2 separate regions of the Arachis hypogaea genome follow, and region 2 is linked to region 1. The links are chromatin contacts, called in public Hi-C maps. All regions are on one chromosome and are shown on one strand. Each heading gives the region's core, a stretch centred on a gene start, on an enhancer-like site or on the middle of the called end of the contact. The rest is flanking DNA. Distances are from core to core; before and after follow the strand shown.

Region 1 (3,019 bases), core at 256-2,755:
CCTAGTCAATGTCCTCGACCGCGACCTCTGCCGAGGAGCAGGCCCCGGTGGCAGCGAAGATGGAACCATTGCCGCTGCTGGAGCTTGAATTGGAGGCCAACAAGGCTTGCAAATGTTGCTATCAGAATCGGAACACAGAGATTGAGAATCAGGATATGGACCACAACTATCACAAGAGGATTGAACACAAGGACCCGGAAGAACACTAGGCAATGGAAGTTCAAATCTTGAACCATTATTATTAGGCCAACCAGGACCCCAACAAAGAACACTAAGATTACGTGTCACTAATCCACAAGTGAAGTTAGACCCAGAAACAATTACCTCGAAGGAAACACCTTTTGTTACTTCCGATGTGAAATTACCATCACCACCCCAACAAACAACGCTTCCAGTTCCATTCAACTTTCTCAAAGCACATCCATGGCTAGCACCAAGTGCTAATTCACCAAATTCCCAAGCTTCATTTTTTGGAACATCAAGTTGCCCAAAATTGTCGTTGTTCCCTATACAAACCAGAAATCCAGTTGAATTCAACCCACAAACGTGTGAACCACCAGCGACAATGCTCCACATAGACATGTTCTTAAACCCATTTTCAATCACTCTTGAAATTACCGTTTCACCCCAACATCGAACTTGAGAACTGTTCTTCAGAATCCCGCAAGAGAATCCTGACCCAGATGAGATTGAAGAGAATTGAAGAGACCTAGATGGGGACTTGAACGTTTTGCTGGTTCTCCAGCACGTAACGGTTCCGGCGCCGACCACGGTGGCGCAAACGTGGGTTTCTCCGACGGCGAGATTCTCCAATAGAACAGTGTCGTTGTTGTAGAGTCTCTTTGGTGTGAAGGTTCCGTTGGTGGTGGTGATGGTGTTCCAACAGAGCAAGGTGCGGTTGCCGGACCTGAGGCCGCAGAAGAAGGTGGCGCCGCCGGAGACGGTGGAGAATGAGATGTTAGGGGGAACGGCGGGGACAAGCTGACTACCGAGGCGGGAGCACTCAATGCGTTGGGTGGATTCCCCGGCGACGACGCCGCAGACGGTGTCGGAGGCGTCGGTGACGGCAAGGGTAGCGCCGGAGCCGAGAGCATGGGAAGTGGGAATCAGTAGAGAGAGCGTGAATATCACCGCGGCGGAGAGACGAAGGATTTCGGAGGAGGAAAGTGGTGTCATCATCGAAAAGAACGGATTTTTAAGTGAGAGGTGGCGGCGGCGGCGGCGGTGGTTGGCGGCGGTTTCAGGTGCCTCATTTGCAGGTGGTGTTTTCTGAAAGAAAGAAAGAAAGAAACGAATTGAAGTTGTGATGTCTTTTTTTTTTTCCTTCTCTCTTTGGGGCTCTGGAAGAAAAGGAATGAGGAAAAGAGAATGTGAGAAGAAAAAAGAGTTTTAAATGTTTGTTAGTTGTGGAATGTTGAATTTAGAGAGAGAGAGAGAGAGAGAGAGAGAAGTGAAGGTGGCTTTTCAGCCTCTCTAATCTCTGATCAAAGCTGCTTACTGTTTGCCTTTATAAGACTTGTTTGCTTCTCCTTTATACACAAAGACAACTTTTCTTTTTCTGTTATTATTTACTACTTATTTAGCTATCTCTTTCTATTTTTATTTGAGTTTTGAATGAAATTATTGGTTTCTACTAAATTTTAATTATTAAGAATTTAATTATTTCAACTCAACTTAATGCAAGTCTTGAAAAGAATAATTGACTTCCAACTATCACACTCTTTATTTTCACTCATTTTTTTTTGAATTGTGACCATTTTAAATCAACCTCGATTAAATATTTGGCTAATTTTTTGAAATCGATGAAAATTTTATATTATCTATTAGAATAGTTAGCTTGCGTATTTTTTTTTTAATATGAAGTATAATTTTTTTAATTATAATTAATAAATCAAATCATCAGACTTGAGTGATAATAAAATTTATAAAATAAAAGCTGAATTTTAAAATTTTAGAATATACAAATGAAGAGATCAAATTTCATAAAATATAATTTTTAAAATTTTTTGAATTACAAATTAAATAATTAGATTATTAATATATAAATATCAATTTTACATGTAATCAAATAAATCGAACCATCAGATTTATTTATAGCATATGCGGAGAAAATGCATTTAATTTTTAACTTTTTTTTATGATATTTTTTGTTTAAAGATTTATTATTGACTAATAAATTGTTACATGCAAAAGGCAAAATTCAAACCTCTAATATGTATTTAAGTCAGCTAATAAACTAACTAGGAGACCAATTTAACTTCGGTTAACTTTCTATGGCCTTGCCCATCACATCTTGCTTCCTAATATATTAATTAATTTCTGTAAATATTTTTGTGAATTATAATTTTTAAATTATTTTTATTAGTTCCTCTACTTCTTATTCTCATGTTCTTTCTACTATCACACTTATTAAATTTTTTACATCGTACTTTTTTCCTTCCGTTTCATTTTTTATTTAATTTTGGGAGTTCATAAATTTACACTTTCAGAGAAAATTGGAAATTTGGAATTACGTAATTTTATGAGGATTTTTAATTTATTTTTTAAATTGTACCACAAATTTGTGTGATTTCAAATCTTAAAATACAATCATAATTTTTTGTGAATTTGAGAATCTCATAAATGAGTTAAAAATAACGTATATTTACAAAAAAGTTAAATAAGGATGAACGAAATTATTATTAAAAAAATTTAAAATCTAATTTAATAGATTAAAAATTTAGAAAATCAATTTGATTAATTGGGGAGACATTTTTATCATCCTTGACCAACTTCTTCAAATCTCAATTTTTATAATACTCCTTGTTTCATGGATGATTGTAATCATTTAGCTGTTTAAGAGAAGAGAGTAAACAAGTTTTATATTCAGAGACGATGAAAATATAAAGCAGATGAATAATAGCAAGTGAAATTTTGATTTAATTTTTAAAATTTTTTATATTACAATTTTAAATTAATTAATTAATTTTATAAAATTTATATTAAATTTAACAATTTTATAATTTAAATCTGAATAGAA
Region 2 (3,019 bases), core at 388-2,887, 370 kb before region 1:
AGACATCTTGGGCTTTCCAGCAATGTATAATAGTCTATACTTTGTCTGAGATTTGATGGCCCAAACTGGCGTCTAAACGACCACCAGAGACCCTTTTCTAGAATAAAACGCCGGAACTGGCACCAGAACTGGAGTTAAACGCCGAAACTGGCACCCAAGCTGGCGTTTAACTCCAAGAATGGCCTATGCACGTGTAAAGCTCAATGCTCAGCCCAAGAACACACCAAGTGGGTCCTAGAAGTGGATTTCTGCACTATCTACACTTAGTTACTTATTTTCTGTAATCCCTAGTAACTAGTTTAGTATAAATAGCACTTTTTACTATTGTATTCGCATCTCTGGACGTTTAGTCCTTAGAACTTTGGATTTTGGAGGCTGGCCATTCGGCCATGCCTAGACCTTTTTTCTCTTATGTATTTTCTACGGTGGAGTTTCTACACCTCATAGATTAAGGTGCGGAGCTCTGCTGTTCTTCATGAATTAATGCAAGTACTATTATTTCTCTTTCAATTCACGCTTACTTCTTTTCCAAGATATACTCTCGTACTTAATTCAGTTAAGTCAGAATGAAGGGGTGACCCGTGACAATCACCCACTATCTTCATTACTCGTTTAGCCAAGATCTGCGTGCCTGACAACCACAAGCGGTCTACATGATGTTCAACGTAGTCATTAGACGACAGCCGGAGTATATTCTCTTGGGTCTCTAATCCACAGACCGAGTCCGTGAGGTTAGGATCTTCGTGGTATAGGCTAGAACCAATTGGCAGCATTCATGAGATCCGAAAAGTCTAAACCTTGTCTGTGGTATTCCGAGTAGGATCTGGGAAGGGATGACCGTGACGAGCTTCAAACTTATGAATGTTGGGCGCAGTGCAGTGTGCAAAAGGATAGAGAGATCCTATTCCGACGCTAGTGAGAACCGACAGATGATTAGCCGTGCGGTAGCTGTACCTGGTATTTTTCATCCGAGACGAGAAATCCGACAGTTGATTAGCCGTGCAGAAACTGTACCTGATATTTTTCATCCGAGAGGATCCTACAGCTTGTCATGGATGGGAGCACGCATGATTGGAAGAAAACAATAGGAAAGCAGAGGTTCAGAAGCAACAAAGCATCTCCAAACACTTATCTGAAATTCCCACCAATGAATCACATAAATATCTTTATTTTATTTTATGTTCTATTTATCTTTTAATTATCAAAACCTCATAACCATTTGAATCCGCCTGACTAAGATTTACAAGATGACCATAGCTTGCTTCAAGCCGACAATCTCCGTGGGATCGACCCTTACTCACGTAAGGTATTATTTGGACAATTCAGTGCACTTGCTGGTTAGTTGTGCGGAATTGTGAAAAGTGTGAATCACAATTTCGTGAACCAGCAGCCACAACAATTTCGATCGGTTTAATTCAAAAAAAAAAAAAACAAAAAAACCAATTTTTTCGATTTTTAATTTGGTTGTAATAATTTTCGATTCGATTTTGCGGTATTTCACGGTCCGATTCGGTAACTTACACCCCCTACTCCCTATCAAAATTAAAAGCTCCCAAAAGATCCAGTAAATAACACTCAGTGTCTCAGCCACTCACTCTCCCGATAAATAAATATATAAATAAATAAATTTTTAATTAAACAGAACATGAGAACAATATGCAAAGCACAGATGACAGAAGTACAGAACACTAAACACAAAACAAAGAAGCTCCCTGAAAACAACCACAATACACCGATCTGGGGGCTGAGATCGGAAACATGAAGTCATCAATCCACCACCTCCAACATCCTCCTCCGCAGCCGCCGCCGCCGCCGCCACTCTACGACTCCGACACCGACTCCGACGGCAGCGGAACCCACTCCTCCTCCTCCGATCTTCTCCGCCATTCCAACCTCTCCGCCTCCATCTTCAAACCCTACTTCGAGTTCACCGGCCGCCACTCCTCCTCCGCCACCACCGCCACCCCGGCCGAAGTGTCAAAGATCCAATCATTCCTTACTTCCTCATCCTCCGGCGCACTCTCATGCCTCATCTGCCTCGAACGCATCAAACCCTCAGACCCAACATGGTCCTGCTCCTCGCTCTGCTTCGCCCTCTTCCACCTCCATTGTATCCAATCATGGGCCCGCCAAGCCTCCAATCTCGCTGCCGCACGCGCCGCCACGCGCCTCCCTATCACAGAGCAGCGCGCCTCTGAAACCGCGCTCTGGAACTGCCCCAAATGCAGGGTAGAGTACCCAATCACGCACATTCCAAAAACCTACTTTTGCTTCTGCGGAAAACTCGAGAACCCTCCCAATGATCCATGGGTTTTGCCTCATTCTTGCGGTGAGATTTGTGGGAGGCCATTGAAGCACAACTGTGGTCACCATTGCCTTCTTTTATGCCACCCTGGACCCTGCCCGTCCTGCCCGAAACTCGTGAAAGTTAGTTGCTTTTGTACCAAAATTGAAGATGTGAGGAGGTGCGTGTCCATGATGCTCAAATACTTCATTTATGCTGACGTATGTGTATTGCATTTGTATTTGCATCAAAGACTGCTAAATTAAACTTCTTATTTTCATAACTTTGCTGTATTTTTGTGTCATATACTCATACTCAATACTGTTATCGGTATTTGTGTAATATAGGTGCGGGTTCAAGGAGTTCTCGTGTGGGAAAGTTTGTGGGAAGGTTCTGGATTGTGGGGTTCATGGTTGTGCTGAGATTTGTCATAAGGGTCAATGCCCTCCCTGCCGGGCACGCAGTGTGTACCAGTGCCGGTGTGGGAAGAAGAAGGAAGAAAGGGAGTGCTGTAACCGTGTTTTCAGGTGTGGCGAGCCTTGTGAGAAGAGGCTTGGATGTGGGAGGCATGTGTGTGAGAGAGGGTGCCATGTTGGGGAGTGTGGAGACTGCCCTTTGCAAGGGAAGAGGGCATGTCCTTGTGGGAAGAGAGTGTATGAAGGGATGCCTTGTGATGTTACCGTGCCCTTATGTGGGGCTACTTGTGATAAGATGCTTAGTTGTAGGTACCATAGG

Evidence for each region. Hi-C and Micro-C count contacts between places; a contact is called where the count stands out from the background.
Region 2: a Hi-C map of leaf shows a contact between it and region 1, with 2.6 times the contacts expected there. The contact joins the promoter of LOC112783084 here to the promoter of LOC112783123 in region 1. A contact is called at or near these places in 2 of 8 Hi-C or Micro-C datasets (leaf and an unstated tissue).

What each region holds. Positions count from the first base shown.
Region 1 is chr20:33,692,217-33,695,235 of arahy.Tifrunner.gnm2.J5K5, reverse strand. LOC112783123 (putative serine/threonine-protein kinase-like protein CCR3) reads right to left here and starts at 1,505. Exons shown (of 1, transcript XM_025825900.3): 1 at 1-1,505. The coding sequence starts at 1,179.
Region 2 is chr20:34,065,423-34,068,441 of arahy.Tifrunner.gnm2.J5K5, reverse strand. LOC112783084 (NF-X1-type zinc finger protein NFXL2) reads left to right here and starts at 1,637. Exons shown (of 14, transcript XM_025825849.3): 1 at 1,637-2,465; 2 at 2,632-3,019. The coding sequence starts at 1,759.